Regions from separate parts of the Ovis aries genome. Here region 1 is linked to region 2. A link is a contact called in public Hi-C data. All regions are on one chromosome and are shown on one strand. The core of a region is the stretch at or near the end of the contact, and the rest is flanking DNA. Distances in the headings are between cores, read along the strand shown. Region 1 holds the start of ZSWIM6 (zinc finger SWIM-type containing 6). Region 2 overlaps ZSWIM6 (zinc finger SWIM-type containing 6).

What was found. Hi-C and Micro-C count contacts between places; a contact is called where the count stands out from the background.
Region 1: a Hi-C map of hypothalamus shows a contact between it and region 2, with 2.5 times the contacts expected there. The contact joins the promoter of ZSWIM6 here to the enhancer-like site in region 2. A contact is called at or near these places in 3 of 16 Hi-C or Micro-C datasets (blood, hypothalamus and skin fibroblasts).

What each region holds. Positions count from the first base shown.
Region 1 is chr16:18,206,524-18,211,745 of ARS-UI_Ramb_v3.0, reverse strand. It overlaps ZSWIM6 (zinc finger SWIM-type containing 6), which reads left to right and starts at 2,493. Exons shown (of 14, transcript XM_015101288.3): 1 at 2,493-3,183. The coding sequence starts at 2,508. It overlaps LOC132657946 (a long non-coding RNA gene), which reads right to left and starts at 2,249. Exons shown (of 3, transcript XR_009596761.1): 1 at 1-2,249.
Region 2 is chr16:18,132,657-18,137,899 of ARS-UI_Ramb_v3.0, reverse strand. All of the region lies in intron 1 of ZSWIM6 (zinc finger SWIM-type containing 6), which reads left to right. Among named protein-coding and RNA genes, the nearest start is that of ZSWIM6, 74 kb to the left of the region's middle. Within about 2 kb of position 1,554, at least 14 of the 54 cell types and tissues checked have an H3K27ac peak or open chromatin away from gene starts, as enhancers often do. A contact at or near this core is called in hypothalamus, where this site is marked.

The DNA of each region.
Region 1 (5,222 bases), core at 1,244-3,743, 73 kb before region 2:
GAGAGTTGGTCTCAGTTAAGAGACTACAAAGGGGGGAAGCTGAGCTGGTGGCTCTGGACTCACCTTTGAACAGAGTTAAATGAAATTCCTCCCATGTAGGACAATGCCTGAAATCCAGGCTCGTTGGTTCAATACAAAATCAAGATCTCTAAACGGTAGGCACTTCCAAAGCAGTCCACTTTCTCACTCGGTATGAGTTAATTTCTTCCATTAACACCTGGTAGGTGCCTGAATGAGTCACTTATCCTGTCTGGGGATATGAGCTTTGTCATCTTTGACTTTCCAGTTCTAAGATTCTTTATGTGTATGAAAATCCTTAGTAATCTATACAATATCACACAAGCCTAAGTTCTATCATGGTGGTGTTTGAAGACAGAATGGAAACCACATTTTACTTTTGACTTACTTTTTTCTATCATATATATATATTTAAATTAAATTTAAAATTTTTTTAAAAAAGAAATCCAGAAATAAGAAAAACTGAAGGAAAAACCTTTCCGCCTCCCTTTTGCCCGTAAGATAGTCTTCCAGTTTTCTACCCAGGCCTTTTCCTAAGCATTGAGGAGGTGCCCAGAAAAATACCAGATGGATATACAAAAACATACTGTCACCAAAATTTTCCTAACAAGTAAGGCAGCTGCGGAAAGTCGGCCAGCATCAGGTCCCCCAGGGACCTGCAGCCTGGGGCTTGGTGGGGCCCGAAGAGGGGAAGAGCCAAGACCTGGATGGATGGAGCTCGAGGTTTCCCGGGCCTCGGCCCTGAGTGGGCGATTTTCTTGAAAACTCGGGAGCGCTCTTCTCTTTTTAAATCCAACAAGGCAGGCATGTGGGTATCAGCCAATAACCTTAAAAGATGCGAACGTGTCAAAGGAGATACGGTTTATCTTCTAAAATAGCCACAGTATCAGTGACACGGTTTACAGGAAAAACAGAAGGCAGGGCAAAGAGTAGGGATGTCTCTAACGTGGTAATTAAGGCTGTGTTTTGGACCCACATTCGACCGAGCCCTGGAGAGTACGAAGAACAATGTCTGCAGCGTTCCTGGCTCACAGGGGACTCGCTTCTTTGCCTTCGCCGGCGCCCCGGCCCCAGCAAGCTGCGCTCTGCGCCCGCCCGCCCCCACGCAGCCTTACCCCAGGAGGATGGGGCGGTCGGGCGCCGCCACGGCGGCAGAGAGCCCGGCGTGCGTCCCGAGCGCCAGGGCTCCCTGCAGCCCGGGGTCGAGGCTGGCCGTGGACTCAAAGGTGCACCGAGTGCGCTCCCAGCGACCATCCGCCGCCGAGCGGCCGGGGCGCGCCGTCTGCAGCCGGCTGGACTGTGCGCGCGCGCCTGTAGGGTGTGTGCGCGCGCGCCCGTGTCGTGTGTACTCACAAAGGTGTGTTTGCTAAATCCACTACCCGGGTGTGCCTTCCACCTCGAGCCGGAGCACGCCCGGGCCTGGAGCGGGGTCCCGGTAGAGAGGCCGTGGAGCCGGCATCCCCGCCCGCGGGGCTGAGGCGCACGAGGGCGGGGCGGCTGCGGCCAGCTCGAGACGCGCGTCGCACAGCTGCGGGACAGGTTCCGAGCGCTCTGCGCGTTTTCGGACACTTTGGCAAGCTTGGAAGCCGAGACTGAGCGGAAGCTGAGACTCGCTCGGGGTAGAGCGTGCTGCAGACAAGAGGAGCAGCGGAGCTGGTGCTCTTCTCCGCCTTGGTCTGCAAAAGTGAAATGGAAAACAGCCGACTACCGCAGCCTCCTCCCTCTTCTCCGGCGCCGCAGCCCGGGCTGGGGGTGGGGGGAGTTCCTCTGGGCTGACTGGAGGGGAAGCAGGCGGCCTCAGCCGCACCTCCTCCGCCTTCCTTACCACCCCAGTCCCCCGGGTTCCACGCCGCATTTCTTTGTTTTGAAAGCGCCTCCTCCGCCCAGAGGCTTTTCCCCCGGCGGGCCGGCTCTGGCGGGGGTGGGGGTGGGGCCTCAACTCAGGGTCCCGCCCCCCACTTACCAGGACCCCTTTCCCGTGCTCACCTCCCATCTACTCTTCCCTCCCCGCAGCGACCCACGAGGCGCGTCCACACTTGCGGGACATCAAAGGGAAGCAGGGAATTGGAGGGGGAAGTTGAGCAGGCAGGGGGCGCGGAGACCCATGCACCCTAGGCCATGCCTGGCAGCCCGCCCCCTCCCCCGGGAACCCCGCCTGAGCCCCGCCCCCCGCGTCACAGCAGCCTGACATTCTCACAGCCCATCGGGCACCCAACCCCACCGCCCCCGCTACCCCCGTGTCCGCCGAGTGCTCTATTTATGTTTCAGCTCAGCGATTTGCATAGGCCCCGCCCTTGGCCCTAGGTCCCCCTATCGGTGCCCCGCCTCGGCCGCGACGTCACGGCGAAGGCCCCACCTCTTGTGCCCGTACAAGGAGCGGCGGGCCCTAGATGGCAGCGTGGCGTCGCGGCGGCGTGTGCGTGTCGCGCTTCCTTGTGCCGTTTATAGGGTCCCGGCACTTCCGCTGTCGGGTTAGAAGCGGCGCGGTCATGGCGGAGCGCGGACAGCAGCCTCCTCCCGCGAAACGGCTCTGCTGCCGGCCGGGCGGCGGCGGCGGCGGCGGCGGCGGCGGGGCCAGCAGCGGCGGCGGAGGAGCGGGTGGCGGTTATAGCTCTGCCTGTCGGCCGGGCCCGCGGGCGGGCGGCGCGGCGGCAGCGGCGTGCGGAGGCGGCGCAGCACTGGGGCTGCTGCCGCCGGGCAAGACCCAGAGCCCCGAGTCGCTGCTGGACATCGCGGCGCGCAAGGTGGCTGAGAAGTGGCCGTTCCAGCGCGTGGAGGAGCGCTTCGAGCGCATCCCGGAGCCGGTGCAGCGCCGCATCGTCTACTGGTCCTTCCCCCGCAGCGAGCGGGAGATCTGCATGTACTCGTCCTTCAACACCGGCGGCGGCGCCGCGGGCGGCCCCGGCGACGACAGCGGCGGCCCCGGCGGCGCGGGCGGCGGCGCGGGCGGCGCGGGCGGCGGCGGCTCCTCGTCCTCGCCGGCCGCCACCTCGGCCGCCGCCGCCGCTGCCGCCGCCGCCGCCGCCGCTGCCGCCGCCTCCGGGGCCGGGGCCCCGTCGGTGGGGGCCGCCGGGCCGGCGGACGGCGGCGATGAGACACGGCTGCCCTTCCGCCGGGGCATCGCGCTGCTGGAGAGCGGCTGCGTAGACAACGTCCTGCAAGTCGGTGAGTCACGGGGCAGTCGCGGGGTCGTCTCTCCGTCCGTCAGTCCCTGGGGGGGGGGACGCCAGCCCCCTCCCCTCTGAGCAGCCCCTCAGCGCAGCGCGCGCCCGCACCCCGCCCGATGCCCTCACTGGCCGGGACAGTCCTTCTGAACGAAGCGCCCATTTCCTCTCCGCCCCTCCCCGCCCCCTGTCTCCCCGGACGGGCCAGCGCGAGTGGGAAATGAATCAGCAGGACGCGCCCCTCCGCGGGGTCCGCCGGGTGGGTGTCGGGTGCCCCCGGCCCGCTCCGTTCCCCGCCCTTCTCCCGGGGAGCACGTCCTGGAGAGCTGCTGACCCGTGTTGGGGGGAGAATGTGGACAAAGGCGCGGGCGGCCGGCCGGGCTCCGGCGGAGGGTGTCTGTGGTGGGGCCGTGCGGGGCGGGGGAGGGGGCGCGGGCCGCACAGACAATGCCGGCCGGGGCCGAGCCGGCGGCCGGGCCGCGCTCTGCGCTCTGCCTCGTCTCTCCCCTAGCCTGTCACTCGCCGGTCTTTCTCCTCTGCACCCCCCTCCCCGCCCCCTCCATTTGAGGGGAGGGAAATACATTTTAATGCCACTCGGCGGCCGCTCCTCAGGGCTTCGACGGGCTGGCGGCCGCGGCGTTCCGGGGGGCCGGGAGAGTCGCTGCGGCGTCTGGGCTGGCCCGGGCGAGCTCCGCCGGCCGCCCCGGGATTTAAATGTCCTTCCTTCCGCTCCTCTCCGTCTCGGGGTGCGCGGGCGTCAGGCTGGACCCCTTTCCTGAGGGACCTCTCCTCCCGAGGACGCCCGCGAATCAAAGGGTGCGAGCCCGTGGCAGCTGGCTCTTCCCCCTACCGGGGGACCGCGGCGTGCCCGGGGCTCCCGCCGGCGGAGTTCGGTTTGCACCGGGGAGGGGGCCGGGTAGGGCTGCGTGCGAGCCGCGGGGAGCTGTGGCCGGCGGCGGCCGGAGCGCGAGGCGGAGGGGCTTGGCGTCGGCTCCCGCGTCCCTCCCGGCGCGGCCGCCTGGCAGTCGGGCACGACCCCGCACTTTGTTCTCGTTTTCAGGCTTATTTGTGCCCCTTTCAGTTTTCTGTCACCCTCCGAAAAGGGGAAACCAAACAAAAGAGTCTCTTTATTTCTTTTCAGGGCTTGTAAAGTAGAAGATATTTGACAAAGGCGAGAGAAGGACTTAAAGCTGCACAGCCCTTCTTTCTCTGACAGACCATGAGAGTTTTCTCAAATACCGAGTTTTAAAAGCTTTCTCTGTGTTCCCCGCTCCCCCCACCCTCCAATGTGTCTTTCTGGTCAGATTTTTTTTTTTTTTTCCAGCTGTAGTGCTGGGGATGTTTGAGCTAGACGGAAAAGAACAATGCTGTAGTGAAACTCCCCTTTCCTCGTATTTTTCTCCTGATTGCAAAACGGGCGTATTTTTTCTACCCCCCTCTTATAGTGCTGTCTATTTAAATTGTGGTGGTGAACGCTGTTCCTAATGAATGGGGAGAGATTTGGCAGCATGACTGTCTCTGATTTTTAATTTAATCTTCTCTTTCCGTAGTCAGTTCCTTTTATCCTTCTCTTTGGGAGTCGGGTAGGGGTCTGGGTGGGGCCCCAAGAGAGAATTATAATCCTGTCTGGTTAATTTGAATTCAAATGCAATCTGGGAACGTGATTTTTCTGCATGGTCATTTATTTCTAAAGGCCGTCCCCAGTGTTGCCTTTTCTAGGTTAGACACCCTTTCCTTATGTCTGGAGGGGGGTTTAACTTCTGAGGCTATCCATCTATCCTTTAAAAAAAAATCTATTTAACATTCTTTCAAGTTATACCCCTCCTCCCCTTGTTTCCTGCCTGGTTGAAATGGATTGAAGCACATCCATGGTATCTCAGTATAACAAACTAGTTTGTGAGTTTTTATGGCTTGGCTGGCAATGCTGAGTTTTTTTTTCCCCCTTCTGTGCTTGACTCTGCTTGCAAGCAATGAGGAATGACAGGAGAGCGCACAGGGAGGGTTTCTTGGCTGATTGCATTTAAGCCAGGAATTCACTGT
Region 2 (5,243 bases), core at 305-2,804:
TCAGTCATGTCAGACTCTTTGGGACCCCATGGACTGTAGCACTCCAGGCTTCCCTGTCCATCACCAACTCCCGGAGCTTACTCAGACTCATGTCCGTTGAGTCTGTGACGCCATCCAACCATTTATCGTCCCCCTCTCCTCCTGCCCAGCATCAGAGTCTTTTCCAATGAGTCAGTTCTTCACATAACGTGGCCAAAGTATTGGAGTTTCAACTTGAGCGTCAGTCCTTCCAATGAATATTCAGGACTGATTTCCTTTAGGATGGACTGGTTGGATCTCCTTGCAGTCTAAGGGACTCTCTCCAGAGTCTTCTACAACACCACAGCTCAAAAGCATAAGGGTAACATTTCAAAACAGTGAGGAAAGATAGATATTCAGTGGATAATGTTGGGACTAGTGGATATCCATCTAGGAAAAAAAAATACAAACTCCAAATATTGCAATGTAAAACAAAACATACAGTATTAGAAACCATAGGATAATTCTTTTAAAAACTACATGGGGGAATGACAGTCTATATCTGATACAATAACCACAGGAGCCCTGAAAGAATAGATTTATAGCCATTCAGCTACATAAAACCCCTAAATTCCTGTATGACAAACCACCAAATTCACCTAGGTGGAAAAAACATTTTTGTGACTCATCACAGACAAAGGGCTAATTTCTTTAATATATAAAATTTGCTTCAAACTCATCATAGACACAAGACTGTTTTTCTAAACATATACCTGTATTTCTAATAGTAGAAAAATTATAAATTGTCAAAATGCTTATATACAGGGTACTGGTATCGATAAATTCTGTAAATTGTGGTGGAATTCCTTGCAGTTCTAAAAAAGAAGCAACAGAGAAAGCTGTTGGGTTTACCATTTAGTTAAAAAGAGGGGAAAATAGAATATATTTGTATTTCTTTATATGTAACTAAACTATTCCTGTGTAAAAATACCAGGATAATAAATCACATTTGTTTTTATGGACCTGGATGGCAGGGGGTCACAGGGTTGGAGGGAGAGTTTTGTCATTGCAAATACCAGTTTGTTCATTTTGTTTGGATTCTTGAAAGTATCATCTCTTGAAAAAATAAATTCTAAGAGACAAATTATGAAGGAAGGATCTTGAAAAAAATTGAACATTTAAATATATTGTTTTAATAAAATGTTTTTGTTTCCTTGCTTGAAAAATAACATTGCTCTAAGCGGTGAAAAGTGAACTGTTCAGAGCGTGCATGTTTAATTAAATTGCCTCTTCAGCAATATAAGAAATAAGTCAGTTGTGATTTGGGACAGAATACATTAAAATCCAGTGGGAGAGCAAGTTTCCGAGTTCGCTTTGAATTTCGCCCAGGAGGAGAAGGGGTTAAAGGTGTGACACAGGTAAAGGAAGGGTTAAAGGCATTATGCAAGCTGTTAAGTAGAAAGGAAGTGCATTACAAAATGCTGAGCTCAGGAGTCTGGCTGCCAGCCAAGCCTTTGCTTTCTTCACTACAGCTGAGGGCTTTCGAAGCTTCCCACCAGTGGGTTTGTCTGAACTGTTTAGGAATGCGGCCGCGGTCGCCAGCTGACGTCAGCGCCGCCAGTTCAGCCGCGGGCCAGCGCCGGGACTGACAGCCCAGGGGCGGGGCTTGCGCGTGACTGACAGGGCAGAGGGCGGGGCGGCGTGTGTGACTGACACAGCAGAGGCCGCGCGAAAGTGTGCGGTTCTTTAATGAATACTATTAAATTTTGGTGACAGATTTTTCCTTGTAAGGTGAAAGAGTTTCCTTTTCCCATCGTCAGGGTTCTGTATTGCTTCAGTTTAAATAGTAAGCATAAGCATGAAATAAAAGATTTATAACATATATCAGACTGTCAAATTTCGTGGACCTTTGCTTTTGTTTCAGAAAGAAACAGTAAAAAATATGGTGATTTTTAGTAGAGAAGGGGCCAGAGAGATGATTTTTGCTGAATATGAGGTTCTTGATTTGTCATAACCTGGAGTTTATTTTATTTCAGATTTGGTAAGAGAAATAAATTGTAAAAACTCTCAAGTGGAATTCTGTAAAACAGAAAATCAAAAAGAAGAAATATTATGTGGAAAACTGCCAGTTGTATTGAATACAAGTCTCTTAAAACCACCTATGGGCATGATAGGTTTGAGTTATTGATGCTGATTCTTCAGCCCTTAAAGAAAAATGTGGGCTTTTTTTTTCCCCCTGGGGACATCTTACAAGGATTTCAAGTTGCCTTCCCTCCCTAATCTCCTGTTTTCATATGGTTTCTTTTATTTTTTAAAATTTGTGCTTTTCTTAACTATTTATTAATTAGATCCTTTTGCTTAGTCATATCCAAGAGTTTGTTAGTCTTCTGGTTCTTAGTTGATGTGAGCCAAGAGTTTGTTAGTCTTCTGGTTCTTAGTTGATGTGAGTCGTAGTCAGAAATGCAAGCTTCCTAGCTTTATGTGTGTGTGTGGAGGGAAATCTGTGGGGCATGAGGGGTGTGGGTGGTGAACATGGAGAGCAATGCAAGTTTATAAACAAGGGTCTAAAAAACGCTGTTAAGCTTCTTGGAAAACGTTTTTACTTGGCCAGTCCAATAAAGGAAGACTATTTGGTGTGGCTACTGAAGTTATCTGTTGTAGTTAATTGACTGGATTTGAGTAGCTGTTTCAGGGACCTCAAATTTATAAGAATATGCTATTGTGACTTTCAATAGAGGAGGTTTTAGTCGTTCATGAAAGGAAGCCTTCTGCTTATTTTTCCATCTTCTTGAAAAGTTTCTGCCTGATCTTAATCATTTCTTTAGACATATGGTAGCACTCACCTTCTGGAGTCAGTCACTGAAATTACACCTATGTGCAGCAGCCCAGCTAAGGTGAAGTCAACCTACAGGAAGAAACAAAGCAACAAAAAGTCAGGATGTTCTTTGGCAAAAGATGACAGATTCAGGCCTAAATTGTCAGTCCTATAGAATTTAAGAGTGTTCCAAGTTTATAAATAGTAAGGGAATGGCAGCCCACTCCAGTGTTCTTGCCTGGAGAATCCCATGGACAGAGGAGCCTGGCAGGCTACTACAGTCATGGGGTTGCAAAGAGTCGGACATGACTGAGAGACTAACAGAAAACATCATAAGTGATGTATTTTCTTTTTAAAGCATTAGGCTAGACTTTAAGAACTTGAATTTTCTCCTTAGATATCTTTGGTGATAATACATTTCATGCAAAATAGTAATAAAAGTATAAAGAACTATGAGTTATTCTGTTATATTGGATCCAGATATTAAGGTTATTTCATTTAACATGAAATATCCAACAGGAATATTTAGTATATTAAACATTGAATTAGGAAAGAGGTTATGAAATCCTGCTTAGTCAGCAATTATATGACTGCCCACTCACTTTTGACCTCACTGTATCTTGGTTTCTCCACGGAGAAATGCTTTTAATTAGTTCTCCCACAAAACATGAAAATCTTCTGAGTAATGATACAGCGTGATTGGGCTCCCTAGGAGGAGTAACGCAGGCAGAAGAAAACACCACCTGGTGTACTCACTGGTCTTTTTCACCTACCTGCTGTGTAAAGCAACCCGGTACTACCCATGTGAAGTCCTCATGGTCTCTCCGTTGTGCTCTGGGAGTAAAGCTATAAGTGATTTGAGTATGGATTTAAAATTAGAGTTTCCTTTCCTTGTTTTTGCAAAAATAGATGTCTTATAAAATAAAACCTCTTCAAATACAGAGTAAATGCTTAGGTCTTGTTATTTGAGTCTATATTTGGACTATGTAGAAGGAAAGTATGACTTAATGAATCATCTGCTTTTTAGACTCTGTTAATCTCAACTGAGGTGAGAACATTTTAGCTTATAAAGAATGGGAACATGGCAAAAATTTTTGCCCAGCAATCTTGATGTTAGTGAAGAAGGAGCTTCTTAATTGGAAGTGTTTACCCAAAACAACAATGTTTTTGCTGCCCAAATACTATATTTCAGAAAGCTTTAACCTTGTCTTTAATAAGAACTCTTTAAAATTACTTTTGTCTAGTTAACCTATGTTTTAAAAAGTATTATCTATAAATACACTTGGATTTGTAATCATTATGTTATTCAAGTAAAAGACATTATAGCAGGGAATATAAGAAAACTGTGAGTAACTAATATAACCCACACTGAGTTGATTTAATTCTAGCTCACATGAAAAAAAAAAAAAGGATGTTTATTAGCCTTGTAGCTTACCCTTAGTCAACATTTAATTTCTAGTAGATGGTTTGAAAATTTGGGCAAAACATGTAGATACCTTATTACCATTTCCAGTGAACTGGAATTGAGACTGGGGATTGAGTCTCAAATGGATTGAGACTGGGGCCCCTCCACTTGAAATGTCATGATTAAAAGGAGAAGACCTCACAGGAGGTAGTTGAGCTACCTCGTATGCAGAAATAGAGCTAGTGGGCAGTCAGAATTTCAACTGTTGTACATCAGATCTAGCATCTTTATTTGGAGTGGAGCTGGGGAAAAGCAGCATCCTTGATTTGATCCTTTCAGTGCTGATGGCTCAGGCAGAATATAATGGTTTCAGTATGTTTCAGTATTTAACTTATGTGCAGAGTACATCATGCAGAATGCTGGGTTGGATGAAGCACAAGCTGGAATCAAGATTGCTGGGAGAAATATCAATAACCTCAGATATGCAGATGACACCACCCTTATGGCAGAAAGTGAGGAACTGAAAGAAAGAGCCTTTTGATGAAAGTGAAAGAGGAGAGTGAAAAAGGTGGCTTAAAGCTCAACATTCAGAAAACTAAGATCATGGCATCCAGTCTCATTACTTCATGGCAAATAGATGGGGAAAAAGGGAAACAGTGAGAGACTAATTTTTGGGCTCCAAAATCACTGCAGATGGTGACTGCAGACATGAAATTAAAAGATGCTCGCTTCTTGGAAGAAAAACTATGACAGACCTAGGCAGCATGTTAAAAAGCAGAGAATTACCAGCAAAGGTCCATGTAGTCAAAGCCATGGTCTTTCCAGTAGTCACATATGGGTGTGAGACTTGGGCTGTAAGAAAAGCTGAGCTCCGAAGAATTGATGCTTTTGAACTGTGTGTTGGAGAAGACTCTAGAAGAATCCCTTGGACTGCAGGGAGATCCAGCCTGTCCATTCTAAAGGAAGTCAGTCCTGAATATTCACTGGAAAGACTGATGCTGAAGCTAAAACTCAATACTTTGGCCACCTGATGGGAAGAACCGACTCACTGGAAAAGACCCTGAT